2 separate regions of the Callithrix jacchus genome follow, and region 1 is linked to region 2. A link is a contact called in public Hi-C data. All regions are on one chromosome and are shown on one strand. Each heading gives the region's core, a stretch centred on a gene start, on an enhancer-like site or on the middle of the called end of the contact. The rest is flanking DNA. Distances are from core to core; before and after follow the strand shown.

What was found. Hi-C and Micro-C count contacts between places; a contact is called where the count stands out from the background.
Region 1: a contact with region 2 is called in a Hi-C map of skeletal muscle, with 7 times the contacts expected there. The contact joins two enhancer-like sites. A contact is called at or near these places in 3 of 3 Hi-C or Micro-C datasets (induced pluripotent stem cells and skeletal muscle).

What each region holds. Positions count from the first base shown.
Region 1 is chr20:14,190,317-14,195,462 of calJac240_pri, forward strand. The region is part of intron 3 of GNAO1 (G protein subunit alpha o1); the gene reads left to right. Among named protein-coding and RNA genes, the nearest start is that of AMFR, 100 kb to the right of the region's middle. Within about 2 kb of position 3,280, at least 1 of the 16 cell types and tissues checked has an H3K27ac peak or open chromatin away from gene starts, as enhancers often do. A contact at or near this core is called in skeletal muscle, where this site is marked.
Region 2 is chr20:13,817,953-13,823,375 of calJac240_pri, forward strand. The region is part of intron 2 of LOC108589336 (a long non-coding RNA gene); the gene reads right to left. Among named protein-coding and RNA genes, the nearest start is that of CES5A, 71 kb to the left of the region's middle. Within about 2 kb of position 3,254, at least 3 of the 16 cell types and tissues checked have an H3K27ac peak or open chromatin away from gene starts, as enhancers often do. A contact at or near this core is called in skeletal muscle, where this site is marked.

The sequences.
Region 1 (5,146 bases), core at 2,030-4,529, 370 kb after region 2:
GCAGGGATGGCCGCTGGGCCTGGCCCTGCAATGCCTGGTCTCAGGCTTGGCGGGTCCAACTCGCACTCCCTCTCCCATTGGCCTGTGCACTCCTGCCCCCTAGTGGGTGCAGGGACAACTGCAGCACATGGGGCAGGGTGGGGCCAGATGGAGGCTTTTCCCTGCAACTGGAGGACTGGGTTTGTGTGTGTATCTGTGCGTGCGCGTGCATGTCTGCAGACTCACACTTCACTTGGCCTAAAAGATTAGAGATGGAGGAAAGCTCTGAATGATCCAAAGCAGCTCCTCAAATGGAAGGGGTTATTATTATAATTACTATGATTATTGTTATATAGATTATCGTGCTTGCCTAGAAAGTCTTGTACAAAGCAGGCTTATTTGTGTCAGCTTGTTGTTTGTGTCTGAGGCATTCCATCTTTCTTATAATAACTAACATTTGCAGGCTTCTTTCATGCTGCAGAGCTATGTCACATCCTCAGCCCATTTTATCTGCACAAACAGCCCTGTGCAGTTGGAAGCAGTGAGAGAACAGAGGCTCGAGAGGTTAAATATTCTGTTCAAGGTCACATGGCTGAAAAGATACAGACGCCAGGATTTGAACTTGGGTCATGCGATGAACATTGCCCCATCATATCCTTGGCACCTCATCCCTTGAGAGGGAAGAGGCCTTTTATTATGCCTTAGCTTCAAGTCTCTTTGCCACTGATATGTACTGCAAAGCTCACACTGCCATGAAGAGAAGGGAGGGGTTTTGAAGAGTCAAGTGTTAAAAGTGCAGTTTGCCGTGCTGGTTTCACACGAAGAGTATACCTGTGCCTTTCCAAGTCCCTGCAGTATCTGGCATGTGAGTGGAGAATGTGGTCGTCTTTCCTTGTCACTCAGATTCTCTTAGTCACCACCACCACTCCTGGGGTGTGGCAAAGGATAGGCAGGCATCAGCTACATCTCTGAGAAGCGGGGGAGGAGGTGCTATGGCAGGAGAAGTCAGTGCAGGTGAACTGTCTGTGTCCTGGGTACCTGGTGGGTAGGACCTGGGTACCCAGGGGGCAGGGCCCTGACTGGGTTCTGGGAACCTACGCCCCTCTTTGGAGCATGGATTCTTTCTCCGGGGACCAGCTGGCTGACTGGAGAGAGCTTTCTTGAAGCAGCACCCCTCCCTGCTGGGCACCATGGACTGTTACACTGATTGTCACCAGGGTGCTGCTTCCCCAGCACACTCGTGACCAGCCCCCAGCAGTACATGTGCTCATGGCAGGCACCAGGGCTGTGTGCCACGATGAGGGACCCCCTATGTACTGCCAGTTCTGGAGCGTCACTATCGCCACCACCACCCAGGCACCCAGCTCCCCGGCAACAGCCCAGAGCAGCCTGCTTCTGGGAGGGCACCTGTACCAAGGTCCCTACCCCTCTCAATGGACTGTCCCCTGGGCCTTGTCTCCACCGGCCTCTTCCTCTCCCCGCCTACCCCTTTCTCCAGCTGCTTACAGGTGCAGTGCAAAGGTTTACATAGGGGGTTCTCCAGAATCTTGAAGTTCCCCCAAAGTGCCTCACCTCCACCATGGCAGCTTTGAGCCATTTATTTGTCAACATGAAGAGTGAGATACCATTTAGTCAGAAAGATTGTACTGGTTACTGTGAAAAAATATGTTCATGCTGGTTACTATGAAAAAATATGTCTTTAAATCATCAATGTGGAAGAGTCCTGTAGGTGGCCTGAGAAATCACAACCTCTCCCAGCCTCCTGATCCTAAACCCATGACAATGGCATCTTGCTCACTGTTAACATTCAGAAATACACAGTCTCAGCCATGCCCTAAAAAACCCCATTCTCCTCCCATGCCCCTGATCATCATGAGGGTGGGCAGGTTGCTCTTCTCATCTCTATGTGGCCCTGGGCAGCCCACAAGGTGGAGCCATGGATACTTGTCCACTGGGTGGGCACTAGCGCAGCCCACTCCTCAGGGCCGCTCCTGTGCTAAGTGCCCTCCATTTGCTCACACAACAGCCTTGTAAAGAAAATAATGGTACTGTCATCCCCATTTTGCAGGTGAGGACACTGAGCCTCAGAAAGATTATACCCCTTGCTCAAGCTGGAAACTGAAGCTGGATCTCAGGTCAGGGTAGCTCCTGAATTTGCAGTCTGAAGCCCCCCAGAAGGCTGCATGGAGCAGGACTAAAAGTCCAAGGAGGAAGCGAGCATAGGAGGCTGGTGGAGGAGGCTCCTCGAAGGGTGTGGAGTGGCAGGAGAGTCAGATGTTGGATTCCATGGTGGATTCCAACAGGTGCAGAATGACGAGGCAGGGCCATCCTGGGCAAATGACTACAAAACCCATCCCACCCACACCTACACATCTGAGGACATGCAGTCACATTTTCCCTCATGTACAACAGAGAGCCCCTACCTTCCTCTCTGAAGCTGAGCCTCAGAACCGTGGGGACAGTCGTGGGAATAGGGGCCCACTCCTTCAGGCCTCAGGCAGACACGCATGTCCGTAAACTCCTTACAGGACTGCCTGCTACTGAATCCCCCAGACTGCCTGTAGTGTGCAGCATGTGGCCAGTGCTCACAACACCGCTAGTGCCATGCCAGGCCTATGGGAGAGAGAGGAGCCACCCACGCAGGAAACGCCACACGGCATGTGGGCACGGTGCATGGGGTGTGGTCAGACAGTAAAAGAGGAGCAGACTCAGCTGCCGGGAAAGCCAGGGGTGCTGCAGGAATGGGAGGGGACTTCCTAAAGGAGGTAGGCCCCGAATTAGCCTTGGCAGGCTGGGGGGTATAATAGGACTATTTGAGGTACAAGTGCAAATATAAACCAAACAAACAAACAACATATCCTCCACTGGCTTTTTTTTTAAATCAGGGGATTGATTGAGTCAGATAATTAGAAAGCCCAGAGGTCTCTGTGGCTGCAGGTGCAGCTAGATCCAGGCATTGACATGTTACCATGACTCAGGTGTCTCCCTCTCAGCTCTGCTTTCCTCAGCGATGGCTGCACACTTTGCTGGGGGGGCTTCCTTTGAGAGCCTCTCTTTCCTAATAGTTGCTACATGTGTCCTGGGGCTGGCTGGAAGTGGAGACTGATTGTTAGTCTAATTTGAGAAATAGGGATTCTTTGTCCACCCCAGACTGATCACAGGCCAGCAGGATGTGTTGGCCAAGCCTAGCGCATGTGTCCACCCCTAAAATCAGGGGAGATTCACCTCAATGCAAACTACTCAGATTGGGTTGGAGAATGGTGCTTCCCTTCTGGGAACTGGGGCTCTGCTGCCAGAAAACAAGAGAGAAAAGCCACAGAGGCGGAGAGGGCAGCTGCCCAGCAGAACAGGACTGGGCAGAGAGGAGTGGGCAGGCCTTCACTGCCACCTGGAAGCGGTCACCGCTGCCCCTCCTACAGCACTGCCTGAGTGGGAGCACAACATGAGTTTCCTGTAGAAGTCAGCTCTAGCAGTCTGCCCTGTGTAAAACTCTTACAGGCCAGACCTGGGATCTTCATTTGTTCAGGCTACTGTAGCAGAATACCATATGCTGGGTGGCTTATAAACAACGGAAGTTTGTTTCTCACAGTTCTGGAAGCCAGGAAGTTCGAGATCAAGGCGCTGGCAGATCAGTGTCAGGTGGGGATTGCTTTCTTATCGACAGCCCCTTCTTGCTGGGTGCTCATGTGGTGGAAGGGGTGCAGGTCTCTGGGGCCTCTCCTATAAGGGCACTGACCCCCTTTGTGAGAACTCCACCTTTAAGACCTGATCACCTCCGAAAGGCCCCATCTCCTAATGCCAGCATCTTGGGGGTTAGGATTTAGGCAGAGGAATTTGTGGAGGGACATAAACAATCAGACCACAGCACCTGGTGAGTCTGCCCTGAGGACATGCATGTGTTTTGTCATGTTCTCATATGAGCTGGGTGTCCAGGCACGCTCTGACCAGCAAGAAACAGCAGTGCAATGGGGCTGGTAGCAAAGAGAACAGTGCTAGAAAATACCCACCCCACACACACTCCCATGGGCCCAGGAGAAGCCTTGGATGAGAAGTTCAGGCTCAGTGTGAGCCCCCCCCCAGGCCCCTAAAAGCAGGCAGACAAAGGGGCAGGGCCTCCCCTGGCTCTAGGAATTGCTTGTGAAGCCCGCCACCCTCCTTTGTGCTGGTAAAGCCCCTCCTTCCCTTCAGGCCTGGCCCTTCTGTCTGTCTTAGGCACATCTCTCTTCCCTCTGCTCAGGGGCTGAACTGGGTACCAGTGAGTTCTCAGCTCACACCTCAGGTGGCCAGGCCTTGTCCAATATGCAAGTCCAGGGCTGCTGGCTCTGGCACCGTAGAGGAGGTTGCCTTTGAGTCCAGGCTTTCCTTACTGGTAATGTGATTTTTAGCAAGCTGCCTCACCTAAGCAGGATACCCACCTGCTGCAATCATTAGAGATACAAACTGACAAGAGTTAGAGGATAGATAGGCTTGAGTGAGAAACTAGGGCCAAGCCTTGATATTAAAATGCCAAGGAAACCTACATCCTGCAAACCTGGCCGAGCACCAACTCTCTACCAAGCACTGTGCGACGCCCCAGGTACCATGAGAAATCAGGAAATGATCCCTGCCCTGAGAACCAGGCACATACAGCACGTGCTGTACCATGGTGTGCGCTGTGTGCTTTGGGAGCAGGGAGGAGGGCTTCCCCGAGGAGGTGACATTTGAGATAGGGTGGGGCCCACCTTGAGGTGGGATTACCTAGCTTATTTGGGGAATAGGAGTAAGGCTGTGTGGCTGGAGCCCTGTGAGAGGGAGAAAGTTGGAGAATGTCAGAACAGAGAGGCAGGCAGAGGCTTTGTAGGCCCTAAGGAATCTGGAATGCAGGAATGATGGGCAGCTGTTGAAGAGTTATACCCATTAGGATTAAGTTTAACTGAATACCAAAGACTCTGGAAATAATGCCTTAAATAAGATAGAACTTGATTTTAAGTATTAAAAAACACACTGAAAGTAGTGTAAGGATGACTGCAGATAGTGTGGAGTCTGGACCTAGACCGAGGCTGTTTGTAGATCACTGTTCCACTCTCCCTAGGGGGTTGACCTTGTCTTCATGATCCCATTTAGCTGCTAGAGCTTCAGCCATCACATCCAAGTTCCAGGAATTAGGAAGGAAGGAATGAGAGTAAAA
Region 2 (5,423 bases), core at 2,004-4,503:
TCAGCAAAAGGACAGGCACATAGATAGCATTAAAAAATTTAAGTTCTTAAATTTTTTTAATTTCTTGAGATCAAAAAATTTAAGTTCTTAAATTTTTTAGTTTCTTGAGATGATCAAATTGTTCTATATTCTGATTGTGGTAGTGGTTGCACAAACCTATACCTGAATTCAAAGTCATAAAACTGTACATCCTTCCAAAACTCAATGTTACTATCTTATATTTTTAAAATAAAAAAAATTTTTAGACCTTTTAATTGAAAAATAAAATTTCCAAGGTGTTAAGTCAGTTCACTGGGGAAAAGAAAATGTTTTTAACAAAAAATACTGAAACAATTGTTTATCCACATGGAAATAAATGAACTTCAACTCTATCTTCATTCCATACACAAACACAATTTAAGACAGATCATAGACTTCAGCAGAAAAGTGAAAACCATAAGGCTTCTAGAATAAAATACAAAAGAATTGTTTTGCATTCTTAGATTAGACAAAAATTTCTTAGGACATTGAAAAGCTCTAAGCATAATGAAAGCAATAGATAACTTGAGCTTAAATTTTTTAAATCCCTGCTTATGAAAAGGCATCATTAAGAAAATGAATAGAAAAAAAATAGTAGAGCGGTTTTTGCCACATTCCTATCTGACAAACAACTTGTGTATAACGTATAAAGAATTACTACAAATCAACAATAAAATGACAAGCTAATTATTTTAAACTGGGCAAATAACTTAAAAGATACTTCACAGAGGAAGATATAGCGAATAAGAAAGGGTACTTAACATCAGTGCAAATTTTAACTACAATGAGATACTGTTCTATGCTCACTAGAATGACTACTCTAACAATACAAAATGTGGAACCTATGCACTGTCGGGAACTCTGCTGTGATACTGTTGGGAATGTAAAATGGTATAACCATTTGGATATCTGTTCATCAGCTTCTACTAAAGTTACACATGCATGTATTGTATGCTTCGACATTCCACTCCTATTTCAACAGAAATGGGTTCATATGTGCACTTAAAATGTGGAAGAGAATGCTAATTGCAGTCTTAATCATAATATCAAAACTGGAAATAACTCAAATGTTTTCAATAGTAAAATAGATAAATAGTGGTATATCCATACAATAAAATACTATTTAGCAGCAGTAAAGGAAAAAACAACGTGGATGAATCTCAAAAACATTACAGTGGGCAACGGAAGCCAGGCACATAATAGTACATATTGGCTGAGTTTGTTCATGTCGAGTCTAGAACACATAAAACTAAGCAAAGGTGATAGAAATCAGAACAGTGGTTGCCTGCAGGCTTGGAAGGTTGGCTACAAATGAGTCCAAGGGAACTTCCTGGAGGGATGTCAATACTTTGTATCTTGTTTTGGATAATGGCTTCACAGCTGATTACAATTTTCCAAACTCATAAAATTAAACATTTTAGAATTGTGCATTTCTAATGCACATAAATTTTACCTCAATTTAGTTAAAGAAAAAAACATTTATAAATGTAGCACTTGACTTTCTACAAACCACTTTCACACCCATTCCCCTATTCCCTCCATGTGATCTTCTCATCAACCCTGGGCAGTAGGAAGATCAGGATTATTGTAAGAATGAGTGATCTATGAGAGAGCAGAATGAGCAAGTGACTCCCAAGGTCACACACAGAGCAAGCTCTTGCCAGAGCAGGGACTAAAGCCCGGGTGTTAGGACTCCACAGCCAGTGCTCCTTATGCAATGCCTTAATTTTGAATGTGCTCTCCCTTTCTCTCAGGCATGACGGAGATCCCCAGGGGCACAGTAAATGTCAGCTTCCTCAATTCTCACCACATTAATCTCAATCCTGCCTTTAAATCTCAATCTCATTCATCATAATCACCAATTTTCACTCTGGGCCATAAACAGTTATATCTGTTTGAAGCAGTGCAGGCTCCAAGCACCAGCTATTATACTAGCGTACATAGAACAGAAAAGACAGGCTGGAGAGGAAGGGCTTTAACCACAGTGTGATGTTAGCCTAGTCATTCCCCCTCTCTGAGACTCAGTTTTCCCATCTTTCATACAAGGGATCTGGACCAAATAAGCTTTAACTGAGTATACTGTAAGAGGATCACCAATGATACTGAAGCTATGAATACACAGACTACGAAGAATTAGGCTTCAATTCTTATATAGTCCCAACAGCAGACTTTAAGCCAGAAGAACTTTGATTCCTTGAAGTTGATAACTGAACGATTCTCCCAATAGAGATATCCACTCATATATTTATCTCATCCAAAGACATCCTCCACTCATGAACCATCCCCTCATTAGGCCTCAAAACAGATGCAATCCCCGGATGCTTAAATCAAACTACCTTTACCACTACACGACCAGGCCTTTACTACAGACAATAGTAAAGAGCTGGAGGGGCAGTATTCATCTTTGTCTGAAACCTCCCATATGAGTATTATCAGCCAAGATATCCCACCTGAAGATTCTCTTTCCAGAGAAAAGTTGCGAGTCATTGAGCTGAAGGGGACTCACCTCCATGCAGAGAAGTGACCAAGACCTCCAGGATTAATCATCTTCCATTTCCTGTTCAAGAAGACTTTAAAGGACCTGACAGACTCTCTGTATTACTTCTGGGTGAAGAAATTGTATTGTAAAGACTTGGGCTCCAGTCCTGGTTCCATCAATAACTGACAATACGACTCTCAACAAGACCCCTCTTCTTTAGCGACTTGTCGCCTCACCATAAAATGGAGTCAATGGCCCCTGACGACCTCCTGGATTGTTGAATAGATCTAATGAAGTAAAAGGTAAGAACATGCCTTGAACAGAAAAAACTCTCTACCACCACTGGGGACCCTCATCTTTTGGGAGACGGAAGGCAGGGCATCCTCTTATCCCTGTGGTGCAGACCAACCTTTTTTCCCATGCCTGTGCAGTGCCACTCGGACCACTAGATGGCAGTAGCTGTCACTTGCCAATTCTGGAAAAAAAGGGTGTGGGAGAGCCAGGGGCCCGCCTGCTTTACAAAAACTAGGCCAAAGCCAGCTCGTTACATCACTTCTGATCCAAGCACCCGGTTCAGTCTGGATTTTTCCTTATTGCAGGCGACAATGCAAAAAACTTCCAGGCTCCTGCGCATTTCAATGCTAATTGTTCGGCCTGAAACCAGTCTTTAACTCCCAGGGATTGGTCCTGCAGGCTCTGACCCATCTTCCCTGGATACAGGCTTCTCTACCTAGCTTCTCCTACTGCCCTCTTCAGCTACCCCATGCTAATACCCCACCCTCAGCCACACTTGAAGTGAATTTCTCATCCTGCCTTTGTATCTCAATCTCATTCATCAGGTACTTATTGATATCTACTTGTGTGCAAAGGCCTGCACCAGGGGCCATGCTGTGGTAAGTGGGACCCAGACCCTGCCCTCGAGGGAAAGAAGGGGGCTAGAGACTACATGAGTTCATATCCACCTCTGCTTCTCACTTGCTATATGCGTGATTTGAATCAGTCACTCAAGTTTTCTCTTCATCAATTTTCTTCATTTTAAAATGGGGTTAATAGTAGGCTTGTTTTGTTTATTAAATGTGCTCATACTGGCCAGTTCTTTGACTTGGAAGGGGGTCTAGCGCTTCATAAGCAATAATCATTTACTGAGCACCTACTAGGAGCAGGTACATTATCTGATTTAATGGTCATATTAATGGCTCAGAAAAATTAAGCCATGTGCACAAGGTTGTTCAGTGAATCAGAAGTAAAGTTAGCATTTGAACCTGGTCTGTCTGACTCCAGGAGCGCTGCCTTCAGCTGTTCTTACAGAAAGTGAGCAGCTAAACAAATGTTTCAAGGGACTTGCAGACGACACTACCAGTTCCAGTCCCAGCAGCACAACTGCAAATTGGGCATCCTAAACCTGCTATTCGGGTCTCAGTGATCTTGTCCTGGATTTAGCTCTAGCACTAACTGGGGCTCAGTGATCTGGGAAAAGACCCCTCCTTGGGACTCAATTTATTCACCTATAAAACAAGGCAGCTTGATAGATCAGTATTTTCCATACATGTCTACTTGTCAAAATCAAGTGGGGTCTTTCTTGAAAGTATGGAATTTTGGACTCCTTTTCAGACCTACTAAAATAGAATCTCCAGAGGAAGGGTCTGCAGATCTGTTTTTAACAAGTGATTCAGAGGATTCTTAGGATCAGGAAAGTTAGGAAAGCATCCTAGGCCCAGATGATCTTAGCAATTCCCCCAGCTCCTACTATCACTCAGTCCGGCTCTTGATCTGCCTCCCTACAGACCCATCATGAACACTGCAGTCCCTCTCCCTATGCCCCAGGATTCGAGCCCCCTGAGCAGTTCCCGACCCTGCATGGATTTGAGAGCTCCTTCCTTCCTGTAAGGCACTTAGGTTCTTAAGGGAGCTAAAGCTATTTAAATAATGAATGGAATTTACAGTAGCAATTGGAATTCATTTAAGCAATAAAAACAATGATTGCAGTAAAGTCTCCTTAAAAATCTTTTCATCGAGTTAGAAGGAAGATAAAGGAACTTCTCCTTTGACTTTCTAACATGCAAATCAGGAAATTTTGACGAGACTCAATTCTAAATTTCTGCAATGTCCATTTGGAAGGTGTAATGTTCACTGTCAGAATAACAGTGCCCTGCTGCCCCAGTCTGATATACCCAGAAGCCGTAGGTCGATCCACATTTCAGGCCAAGGGCAGCTCCTGTGTCCTGGTGGGGAGACTTGTGGAAAAAAAATGGGAAAGAAGCCAGCCCCAGCTCCATTCTACCAGCTCCTACTATAAATCCTCTCGATCCTTGTTCTTCCTGTTTGCAGAGTCATCAAACAGCACAACTGCGCAATATTGGCTGCCCATTTCCCCCTCTTTCTGTTGTAGTCTCTCAGTTCTTGCAAGCAGTTGATCTCACTAACCTGAAACAGACCTGAAATTCTCACTGTTAGGCCATGCCCTTGGGCTAAGGGGATGTTTTCTGAACCAGTATGTACCTTGAGCTGAGTTTTGGTATATTAGTCTGAGTTTTGGTATATACCAGAAGATTGGTATATTAGTCAGCTCCTGCCATAATAATGCCACATAACAAAGCACCCCAGTACTCAGTGCTTATGACCTTCAGTTATTTCCACTCATACACATATGGGTTAGCTGGAGCAGCTCTGCTGATCTCACCTGAGCTCGGCTGAGTTTGGCTCTGGCCTTCAGTTTGATCCAGGTACTCCAGGTATCTCTCAGTTCGTCTTGGACCCACCAGGCTAGCCAAGACATGTTTCTCATTGTGATGGAAGAAGCCCAAGAGGGCAAGCTCACCACTCAAGTTTATTTCAAGCTGCTGCTGACCTCATATCTGCTCATATCCCATTGACCAGAGCAAAGGGCAATGACATACAATCTGCCCAATGTGAGGCTAAAGCCAGT